Linked DNA regions of Mus musculus: region 1 is linked to region 2. Evidence: chromatin contacts called from public promoter capture Hi-C data. All regions are on one chromosome and are shown on one strand. Each heading gives the region's core, a stretch centred on a gene start, on an enhancer-like site or on the middle of the called end of the contact. The rest is flanking DNA. Distances are from core to core; before and after follow the strand shown.

Region 1 (6,148 bases), core at 2,324-4,823, 160 kb after region 2:
AACCCATAGAAACAATAGGATACTTGATAAAAGAACCCCAGAAGGCCAAGAGATAGACTGATGCATTTCAAGCTCTGAAACAAAACCCAGTGCTAACCCAGACAATAATACCAAGGGAAGTTATCCTTTAAAACTGAAGCAAAAACAAAGACTTCTCAGAAGTATAAATGAAAGCAAGCCATTACTAGCACTGCTGAATATTCTTAAAGAAATACTACATACAGCAGAGGAAGAAACATACACAAACATGAAAGCACAAGAAAGAACAAGTCTCATTAAAAGAATAAACAGTGGAGAATAGAAGGAGCCACACACAATTAGCTCTGTAAACCAGCAAGCGCATAAAGATGGGAAAAGTTAGCATATCTCTCTCAATAGTATTAAATTTAAAGAATTAACTTGGAACATAGGTCAGCTGAATTGATTAAAAAGCAAGATCCAACTGTTTGCTGTCTAGAAGAAACTTACTGGCAAAAACTGAAAGAGAAAAAATGGAAAATTATATTTCAAGTAAGTAGAATTTAAAAACAAGCTAGAATAGCTATACTCATACCTGACAAAGCAGACTTTAAGTCAAATTTAACCGTAGAAATAAAGACAGTCATGTCATATTAATAAAGAGATAACCATTAAGAATCTATCATGATTATAAATATGTAGCTATCAAAAGCCAATGTACCTAATTTCACAAAACACAACTAGACATGAAGGGATTAGACAAGTCCACACATAACAACAATGGACACTTACTTTAAAAATCTCACTCCAGCTGAGTGTGGTGTTGCATGCACTTGGGAGGCAGAAGCAGGTAGATCTCTGTTGAGTTGAGGCCAGCCTGGTCTACATAATGACTTCCAAGGACAGCCAGGGCTACATAGAGAGAACGGACAGCTATGTCATTCAGCCTGTCCCAACCCCATCCCCCAGAAGAAAGTTGGAGTTCAATTGCACTGTAAAAATAAATGGATTTAACTGACATTTCCATCTATAGAATACATACTCTTCTCAGCAGTCTATGAAAATTTCTTCAAAGTAGATCGCATTTTAGATAATAAAACAAGTTTTAACAAACACAGAAAGAAAGAGAATATGAATGAGAATATGAATATTTCTTAGGGGCTAGAGAAATGGCTCAGTGGTCAAGTTCATGTCAAATAGTTCATAAACATTTCCAATTCCAGTCCCAAAAGATACAGCAGCTTCTTCTGGATTCTATGTGCACTTGGACATACATGTGCACATATATACCCACATACGTATAAATAAAATACACCTTTGAAAAATAACTTTTTGTTTACCTGACCTTGATTTAACTTTGGTAAGTGTTATCTGTTTAGAAAATTGTCTATTTCATTAAAAACACAAGAAGTTAGACTCCAACAACCCACATAACCCAATTAAAAAATGGGGTACAGAACTGAACAGAGAATGAACAACAGAGGCCTCTCAAATAGCTGCGAAGCACTTAAAGAAATGTTCGAAGTCCTTAGTCATTAGGGAAATGCAAATTAAAACAACTCTGAGATTCCATCTCACATGGCAGAATGGCTAAGATCAAAAACTCAAGTGATAGTGAAAGGACAATATAAACCCCATTTGTCCCCACTTAAGTATCCTATTTGTCTCCATTTAAGGACCAGCTTTTTAATTTAATGATTTTTAAAAGAGGCCGTAAGGGACCAGCTTCAGGAATAGACCATAAGTCCCAGAAACTAGGTCATAAGACACCAGCTCTAGGAATAGACCATAAAATCCAGAACAAGATCATAAAACCCTCTCCCAAAAAACAGCCTGGGGATAACCACAAAATGGAGAAATATCTTATCTCAGAACAGGCCATCTGTGGGGACAGTCCTATTTCTTCACATGGTTGAAAATTCATGATGTAGGAATGTAGACAGGCCACTGACCACCTGTGATGCCCTAGCACCCACCAATGAAATTTTAGATTACCTAATCCTTCTAGAGAGTTTCCCCAATTTCCTATTAGAAGGCCTGCGGACCTTTGTCTGGGCTCATGCTGGTTGTTTCTGCAGAATAAACTCTCTTTGTTTTGCATACTATCTGAGTCTGGGGTCTTCCTTCAGGAATTTTCGGGCTCTTACAATAGTACATGCTAGGGAAGCTGTGGAGCAAGAGGAACACTCCTCCATTGCTGGTCAGAGTGCAGACTTGTACAACCACGTTGGAAATCAATGTGGCAGTTTCTCAGAAAACAGGAAATATTCTATCTTAAGACCCAGGTATATCACTCTTAGGCATATACTTACAAGATGCCCTACTATACCACGGGAACACTTGTTCAACTAGCAGCTTTGTTTGTAATAGCCAGAAACTGGAAACAATCTAGATGTCCCTCAACTAAAGAATGGATAAAGAAAATGTGGTCCATCTACACAATAGAATACTATTTAGCTATTAAAAATAATGAATTCTGCAGGAAAATGGATGGAATTTGAGAATATCATCCTGAGTGAGGTAACCCAGATCCAAAGGACATATATGGCATGTACTCATTTATAAAGTGGATATTAGCCATAAAATACAAGATAAACATGCTACTACACTCCACAGACCCAAAGAAGCTAAATAAGAAGGAAGGTCCAAGTAAGAATGCTTGAATCTCACTTAGAAAGGGGAACAAAAATAGTTGTAGGAGGTAGATAGAGGAAGAGAACTGGGTGGGAGGGGGGCTGGGGAGAGGAATGGTGTAGGGGGAATTCAGGATCAAGTATGGGGAGGAATAGGAGGTGAATGGAATGAATGGAAATCTGCAACTGGTGGTGGTGGGGTATCTCAAGGGCCTGCCAGAGACCGAGGATAGGGGAGGACCCCGAGAATCAATGGGGTGAGCTTAGCTGTGACTCACAGCATTGGGATATGGAACTTCAAGAGGCCACTTCATGTAGCCAGGCAGGAACCCCAGTGGAGTGATAGGGACACCAACCTACTGACAAAACTTTCTAACCAAAATTTATCCTGTCTACAAGAAATGCAGGGACAGAGGATGGAGCAGTGACTGAGCCCTGCCAGGCCTTGGTGGGGACAGTGACATGGTTCCTGCCCCTGGGACAGGGCCCCTGGTGTGAACCTCCAAGAGTGTCCTTGGCTGCTGTGGCTACAAGGAATGTTTGTATAATAATGTACATAATTCAGACTCCCCCCTGTGAATGTGAGTGACTCGGTGATAATTAGAAACAGCAGGAGTCCAGGAGTCGAGGGTGTGCCTATGTCTCAGCAAAATGGTAAACTCTAGGACTTTCAGGACAGCCCTTAAGGTTATAGGAAAGAGCTCTAAATACATGAGTTTGAAAATATATAATTTCTTACCTATGCAAAAATAAGGATACTATATGAATTACATGAGGGGCTTCATGAATATAAAGGAACAAAAGCAGCTATGCCACGAACCGAGTAGTTAGACAATTGCTAAGGAAGAAGAGAGAGAGATTTAGGGAGCAGTGATCACAGGAGATTCCACCCAGCTAAGATTTTTTGTTTATGCTAACAAAGGCAGATAGATTCCTGAGTTCAGGATCAGCCTAGGACAAAGCAAAGTTAGACTCAGTTGTGGTAGAAATGCTAAGTTCAGGGCAGGGTCCCATCCAACTAGCTTATAGTCTGTGCTTAACAAAGGTAGACATAGTTCTGAATTCTTTTTCAATGTTACCTGTCTGTGGGATGATATGTTCTTCTAGCTGGGGTACCTTGTCTGGCCTCAGTGGGAGAGGATGTGCCTAGACTCCCAGAGACTTGATGTGCCAGGGTAGGGGGATATTCAGGGGGGCCTCTACCCTCTCAGATGAGAATGGGGGAGGGGTGTGGAAGGGGGTGACTGGGAGAGGTGGCAGCAATCGTGATGTATCACAAGAAACTATAGGCGCCACTTAAAACACATGAGGATTGAATATGCAAATGATGTTTACTATATATATATATATATATATATATATATATATATATATATATGGTTTTTAAAAAGCAAAGAAATTCTAGAAACAAGTGAAAAAAACCACACTTCATTAGATTTTTTTGTATACAGCAAAGACAAAAGAGGTAAGCTTGTTGTGCTTAGTGTACGCATTAACAAGGCAAGAGAACACTTTGATCATCTCTTAGTGATGTACCTCTAAGTCTTAGAAAAAAACAAAACAAAACAAAACAGAACAAGCCAAACAAAATTAGTAGATAAAAATGAAATAAGGAGCCAGGCAGTGGTGGTGCACGCCTTTAATCCCAGCACTTGGGAGGCAGAGGCAGGTGGATTTCTGAGTTCAAGGCCAGCCTGGTCTACAAGAGTGAGTTCCAGGACAGCCAGGGCTACACAGAGAAACCCTGTCTCAAACAACAACAACAACAACAACAACACAAAAAAGAAAACAAACAAAAACAAAAAAATAAAAAAGCAACAGTTTCACTGATCCTCTTACGGTCTTCATTTTATTAAATTCTACCTTGCTCTATTATTTCTTCTTATTTTATTTTTATTTATATTTTTTTTTTTTATTTATTTATTTATTTATTTATTTATTTATTTATTTAGGTTTTTCAAGGCAGGGTTTCTCTGTGTAGCCCTGGCTGTCCTGGAACTTACTTTGTAGACGAGGCTGGCCTCAAACTCAGAAATCTGCCTGTCTCTGCCTCCCGAGTGCTGGGATTAAAGACGTGCGCCACCACCACCACCACCACCAGGCCAACTGTTGCTTTTTTGAACAGATGAACAAGACTGACAAATGCTTAGACAAAGTGACCAAAAGAAAGACTCAAATTAATAACATTAGAGGTAAAGGGGGTGAAGGAATATTACAACAAACATTCACTGAAATCCAGAGGCTCACTAAGAAGTATTCTGAAGAATTATCTTCCAGTAAACTAGAAAACCTATAGGAAATGGTTTGTTGACAAAAGTGCTAAAGTGCCTACTGGAGAAAAGATGGCCTCACCCACACAGGCTGCTAGGAAACTGGATATGCATGTGACAAAGAATGAAATACAATCTTTACCTTTCACCCTGCACAAAAGTCAACTTCAAATTCACTAAAGACCTTAATATAAGACCTGAAACTTTGAAACTATCAAAATAAAGTAGAAACATTTCAAGATATGGGGACAAGCACAAACTTTCTGAGTAAGACTCCAACACCTCAGGAAATAACAGGTAGGCCTGATGAACATCAAACATCAAATTAAGCTCCTGCACAACAAAGGCAACAGCAAACTGAAAAGATCTGCAGGATGGGAGACAAGCGTTGTTAGCTATTCATCAGATAGGGCATGAATAACTAAGATAAAGAGCTGAAAAATTTAAGAGTAAATGAACTGAGCAGATTGTTCTCAGAAGCAGAACAACATAATAGATCAAATGTTATATAGCATATTAATATACATTAATTATTACAAACAACAAAAACAACATTAAAACAAACAACAGGGCTGGAGGGTACCACCTCAACTGGATTTTTTTTTCCCCCTCCCTTTGGGTAAATCTGGTTTATTTTCAGTCTATTTTTTTTTCATTTTTTATTAGATATTTTCTTTATTTACATTTCAAATTGTATCCCCTTTCCTCATTTCCCCTCTGAAAACCCTCTTATCCCATCACACACACCCCCGCCCACTAACCCACCCACTCCCGCTTCCCTATCCTGGCATCCCCCTATACTGGGGCATCGAACCTTTACAAGGCCAAGAGCCTCTCCTCTCATTTATGTCCAACAAGGCCATCTTCTGCTAGATATGTGGCTGAGTCCCTCCTTGAGTACTTTTTGGTTGATGGTTTAGTCCCTGGGAGCTCTGGGGGGGTACTGGTTAGTTCACATTGTTGTTCCTCCTATAGGGCTGCAAACCCCTTCAGCTCCTTGGGTCCTTTCTCTAGCTTCTCCATTGGGGACCCTGTGCTCAGTTCAATGGATGGCTGTGAGCATTCACCTCTGAATCAGGCACTGGCAGAGCCTCTCCGGATAAAGCAGACCTTTAAAGATCTACATCATGCTTAATGGGTTTCCTGCAAAACTGTAGTCAAAGAAGCCTTCTTTCACCATTTCTACTCACTATCACACTAAAGGCTTGAGGTAGTGAAAAAAAAAAGCACAACACAAAACACAGGGGTTAGTCTAGAAACAAAGAAGTGAAGCCATATTTGTTCACA
Region 2 (5,971 bases), core at 2,458-4,957:
GGCTGCCCAAGCAACTCTTTCCACTCCACTCTGTCTCTGTGGCTTCCCCTCCCCTTCCCCCATGGTGTTTCACTATTCATGCTGATGCTGCAGCCTGAACTAGACCACACAATCTGGGCACTAGCGCTCATCATGGGCTTGGCGTGCCGAGGTTCCCACTGCCGTGGAGCACACCCAACCCTCATGTTTTATGGTCTGGTTCTACGGCACTCAGCACTGGCCAAGGTGGTCTGGAGCAGTTTCATGCTTTAAAACTGATCATTCTGGTTTCCAAATGAATTAAATTCTAGCTTTCAAGCCATAGCTGTTATTATTATTGTTATTTGAACTGAATGTGCTGCAATTTGATTTGATTTAACATGGCAAGCTCCATCTTGCACCTAAATATGGTAAATGAAAAACACTCAAAATAATTTTCATTTCTACAGCGTTGCCTCTCTTTAAACCTTGAGTCTCAGCCTAACTTCTGATCAAAGTAATGCTTTTAATAAATGACATAAACTCACACTGCAAAGCACTATTCTGAATTTTTCTTCATGTTTGGGTCAGAAACTGAGAGAAAAAATCCTGTCTTAAACCCCCCCAAATGTATTTTCGAAATTATACCATACTTACTTTGTTATTAAAATTTTACCATGGATTCATCACAGAATAAAAATCCACAAATTTAGGCTTTTGTTTATGATTACTGTCATCATTATTTTAGCCTGTTTTTATCTTAGGACACACTCTCTATTATGATAGTAAGGATGCAGTGTACTCCTAAACTCAGATGGTGTCTTTCTGGAAGCTTGCAAGCAATTGGGGCTGCTTAGGAGGCCTAACGCCTTCTCAAGAGAGAGCCTGAGTATGTTTCAGAAGATGCTGCCAAGCTACTAAGAACCAGGCAAAAACTAAGTAAATCTGTTTTAGGAGCTTTGGGTTTTTCTTTCTTGGGTCAAAGCTCTCTTCCTACTTTTGAGGGGGGAGGATATACAAAGGAACAGAAAGAAAAAGCCAATATTTCTTAAATGTCTAAAATAAGCCTTTTGACCAAAGAGCTGACCCAGGAATCCCACAGCAGAAACCATCAACTCTTCCTGGATCCCCACCCCTCTTCCTACCGCAGCTCTGAACTCAAGTGTGGACTTGCCAGTCAACACAATGAGGTTCTGAAGAAAAAGCCAATTAGTTTGCTGTTCTGCGTCTTACAGTCTTATCCTTAAAACACTCGACACAAGAACCCTACTGACAGGTCCTTCCTGTCTCCTTCACCGTGTGTGGTTGAAGTGGCCGTGCCTTTAGGTTTGGGGGAGCTTTAGGCAATCTAGGAAGAAAGCTTGGAGAAAAAAAAAAGCCTCATCAATTTGCCCAGCAATGCAGCAACTTAGCAATTATTCAAGGATTAGTGTTCCCAACCTCCTGGTTTCTTGTATGGTTCATAGACCCACCTGGCTCTTCTACTGGTGTTTTATTGTAACTGGTAGTGAAGACTGAACCCCAGGCATCCTGCATGCAAGGAAAGGACTCTACCTTAAGCTATGGCCACGGTTCTCCTGTGGTTTTAAAAGCATTGTAACTGTGGGAAGTGTTCCTTCTTTGATCACAGGACCATCTGATGCTACAAACTCCCTGAGGAATGGAAAACAACAGCCAGCCTCATTGATTTTATCTTTTATTAAAATACTGTAGTTACAACTAATACTGTTTCTACTAACAAACTATCTTAACTTTATTTTTATATGTGTGTGTATGTTTTTTAAAATTCTACTGTGCTGGGGATTGAACCCATGGCCATATATGTACTAAGTGAATGCTCTACCATTAAGCTATGTGCCTGTTCCTGAAAGTTAATTTCTTCACTATCAACACTTCCTGTGGGTTTGCACAACACTGCATCCTATATCAGCAGACCCCCACTGGGACTCTCAGAAGCAAGGGCTCCCCCACTCCCCCATCATTTCTTTTTCCTACTGAAGGAAAAAGGCAGGAAATAAAAAACCTCTCGTATTTCACAAATACCTGGGGAAATTATGAACAAATCTAAAAGAGGTAGTAACAAAGTAACAAAGGCTCTTTTCTTTCCAGCCTTTCGCTCCTCTCCAGGTATGGAGAAGACAGTGGAGAGTTTCCACAGGGCTTCAGTTGGAGAGAGGAGACACTGAGGACTGCCCCCAGGCCCTGTGACCGACTCAGTAAGTATGAACAGTGGCACTTTATCACCCGTTTGCTAGTAGTGTGTCACGTAAGTGCTTTGTCTTACTACATCTAATTGCAACAAAATTACTGGAAACAGAGGAACTTCATAGGTCATTTATTTACAAACATGTCTTTTATACCAGAGGAGCCTGAAAAGCTATCAGAGAACTAATCTTTTAAGACTTTAAAAAATCAAGTATTATTGCCAAATTTTCCTAAATAAGACTAATTAAAAAGCCAAACAAAGGAAACTAAAAGCTCAGCAGCTGTCCACTGCCCAATACTGAACGGAGCTCCTAGCTCGAGTGGGGAGGGTGCCAGCGGCTTGCCGGCTTTTCCAGCACAGTCTTAATGGCTTTCCTTGAGCTCGGCTAACCTTCATTTCCTAATGTCCCTACACTGGCTTATCCACCAGGAAGTAGCTTTTCTCTGCCCGCATTCCTGCAGCAAGCATTTATCACTGTCTGGACTGCCTTATCTACCTTCTTCAACAGAAAGCCCAAGGCTATTTATCTGTGCACATCCATAAGCACGCTCACAAGCTTCACTCCTGTGTTCTCGTGTAGGAGACACTAAAAAACGTTGGCTGGGTGGAACAGACTACAAAACTCTGCTGTCTTAAAAGTCCTTAGGGTAAGTTATTTTATAATGTAAATGATCCCATTCGGATTTGGCTTGTGTTTCACACACCCTATTTTCTGACTTTCTTTAAATGATGAGGTACAACTTGATTGATACACGATTATATTACAGGGTACACGTATAAGCCACCGACTCAGGTAGCCTAGAAATGCCTAAGGTGGTATTTGGTTTCTGCCTTGTTTACCACTGAAGTTGCAATGAAAGATATCTAACAAGAGCTCCCCAATTTGAATCAAGAGAAAGAAACAAGTCCATCAGTAGCCCTATGCAAAGCCGGAGCACAATCGATCCACCGAGTGACTCAGGGCTTTGAGTTTTTCCCCATTGGGTTCCTATAATTTAATAATGTTATTTGTACTGAGCATGTAACAAAAGCTAATGCTTGTGAGCAGCAGTAATCTAGAGAGGGTGAGATTTATAAGGCAGGAATTCAGTTGCTAAGAGACAGCTCCACGGCTTCATTTTTTTTCTTCAATATTTCCCTCCTCTATGGAGAAGTTCTTTTGGCTCAGAAGAAGCAGGAAGCGTGAAAAGAGGCACAGTGAGCCTTTGTTAACCCAGGGGAGTTATATGTGGGTCTACAGCTTTCTGGTTTGTAAAAGCCTTTCACATACATTCCTTCCTTTGACAAATCAAATACCAAATAAAAATGAAGTGCGTGTAGCCTGTAATGAGCTTGAGTGCTTAAGATCAAAACTATTAGCGAATATTCAGGAAAAGTAGAGACTAATGAAGAGAAAAGGAAATGATTAGTTGTGCAGATGTAACAAAAGGAAGGTGACACCCACAAAAGTGAAACTCATGCTACAGAGACTAGTGGAGAAGGGCTGCGGGATTTTAGAGCTGCAGACATGCCTAAGATTGAAAACAGCACAGGGCGACGGCTCTGCAATGAGCCAAGACGAGCAGGGTTGGAGCACTCTCTCAGTGCAGCCTGTGGCTGCAGAACACAGAGCTGGGACAGGGCAAAATGCCCTCAGGGAGCCTCAGAGGCCAGCCCCAGGCACGGTCTGGAGGGCCTGAGGAGATCCACCTAGGCACCTCGGGCACAAAGCAGTGCTGGAAGCTCGTGTAATTCTGAGACGTCAGCCACAGCGCTACCAGGGTGCAGGTTTCTGTGAGACGTGGGATCAGGAGGACAGAGACAAAAGAGCCTCTTCCAAAAGGAAGGGAGCAGCCTTTCAAGAATACAAGACATGCCACAGAATTCTTGATTTTGTGTGTGCATGAATGATTCTAAATTAATCACTATTTCACAAGAAAGGATTAAAGGCTCACCTACTTAGCCTAGAGATGAGAACTGCTCAATCATTCTGCCCATTTCCATGTCTCTGGCTGCAGAGCTTAAAAACCATGCCAAGGTGAGACCTTCTCCCTGCAGCACGGCTCTCAGGTCCCTCTTAGTGCTTTCTTAAGGAGGACTCCTCAACACTTTTACCTATGGCAATGCTAACATTTGGGCAAAATAAAGTGTTCAGGGCTGCTGTACCCGAGAGTCCCCAAAGGCTGGCAGGCTGTCCATATAACCCACAAGTTCCGCACACAAAAATATTTGAAAACTCGAACACTAGAGATCTCTCCCTAAAGCTGATTGATGGCTAAATGTGAAACACACACCAAATCAAATGCTAGGGCAGGATTTTGTTCCCACACTGACTATAAAATATTTGGGGGCTTGAAGCAATAAGGCACATTTTGGCCCTTCCAAAAGCTATTATAGAACTAGTTTGAGAGACTTTTGCTTCTAGGGAAGATGGGTAGATATAATTTACCCCTTTAGTTAAGTCCCACAAAACCCCCAGACAACCCACAGCATGGGAGCATACATCTGAAAATCATATTTCTGTTAAGAGTCTAGTATCCAGAATAAACAAAAGAACTTACAATGTGGAAAAATAACCACTTTTAAAAATGAGCAAATCATCTGAATAGACATCTCTCCATAGGAAATATACAAGTGCCAGTAAGCACACAAAATGGTGTTCATCATCGTTAGTCATCAGTAGCACACAAGTTAAAATCGAGTAAGATACTCCATCGTGGCAGTCTTAACCAAGACGATGGGCCAAGCACTGGTGAGGGTGTGGAGAGGACACACCCCTCCCACCCTGCTGATGGCACGGTAAAGTGGTATGGCTTGATTAGAAAAATTTGGCATGTCTTCAGAAAAAAAGAAGTATCATATGGCCAGTAATTCAACTCCTCAATATATACACAAGAGAACTAGAAACACACGTACACAAAAACTTGCATATACTGATGCTTTTAAAACACACCATGTCCAAAAAGTATGGAACACCCATTTTAAAGGACATTATTTGGCAACAGAAAGGAGTGGAGAGCTGACTTAGGCTGTGGCATGAGTGTGCCTGGAATGCACTACACTATACAGTGCTCAGAACAGGCAAATCCCCGGAAACAGAAAACAGGCCAATCGTTCTCAGCATAGTTAAAATGTTAATTCTCTCCAAACTGATAAATAATTTGTATTAAAAAGTCAGCCCTTTTATAAATGTGAATAAAATGACTCTAAAATGTATATGGAAAGACAAGGGAATAGTTAAGAGAATTTTGCAAAGAAGAATGGAATGAGAATAATGAGGCTAACCCACCCCAGGTATCCAGTTTACTGTGAGGCTACATTCATCAAGACTGTGTGGTATTGGAAAGAGGCTACATATATAGATCAAAGGGACAACACAGAGACCAGGAAATAAACCCACATACCTATCTCCTGACTGTTGACAAAGATGAAGGTGTCAGAGCAGGAGGACACCCCTAAATTAGAAAGCCAATCTTCATCTAAATCAGCTGACTTTATATAAAAGCAGTTCAAAATGTATCTCGAACTTAAACATAAAACCTAAAGACTTTCAGAGGAAAAAAAAAGGTGTCTGGGATGTAGTTTAGGCCAAGAGTTCTTAAAGTAGACGATGGGATTATGATTATGAAAAGAAAATAGATAAAAACGGACCTCATCAAGATGAAAAGCTTTCCTTCTTCAAAGATGGAAAGAGGAAAGGACGAGTTACAGACGGAGAAAGGATACCTGCAAACCAGGCCACCCGCAAGGCTGGGTGTCTAGACTACATAGGGGACTGGAAAGTCAGTGCTAACAATGCAAGTAATCCAGGCAGCACGGCTTTCAGCA

The links. Promoter capture Hi-C pulls out the DNA fragments that hold promoters and counts their contacts.
Region 1: a promoter capture Hi-C map of cranial neural crest shows a contact between it and region 2. The contact joins two enhancer-like sites. A contact is called at or near these places in 3 of 39 promoter capture datasets (the HPC-7 cell line, cranial neural crest and maxillary cranial neural crest), 1 of 115 datasets of contacts at active chromatin or transcription factors (pancreatic cancer cells) and 3 of 9 other capture datasets (adipose tissue, liver and pancreatic islet).

The regions. Positions count from the first base shown.
Region 1 is chr6:30,829,263-30,835,410 of GRCm38.p6, forward strand. The region is part of intron 9 of Copg2 (coatomer protein complex, subunit gamma 2); the gene reads right to left. Among named protein-coding and RNA genes, the nearest start is that of Gm38781, 54 kb to the right of the region's middle. Within about 2 kb of position 3,574, at least 6 of the 459 cell types and tissues checked have an H3K27ac peak or open chromatin away from gene starts, as enhancers often do.
Region 2 is chr6:30,671,799-30,677,769 of GRCm38.p6, forward strand. All of the region lies in intron 2 of Cep41 (centrosomal protein 41), which reads right to left. It overlaps Gm13782 (a long non-coding RNA gene), which reads left to right. Exons shown (of 5, transcript XR_377397.3): 3 at 2,068-2,174. Among named protein-coding and RNA genes, the nearest start is that of Gm13782, 7.2 kb to the left of the region's middle. Within about 2 kb of position 3,708, at least 148 of the 459 cell types and tissues checked have an H3K27ac peak or open chromatin away from gene starts, as enhancers often do.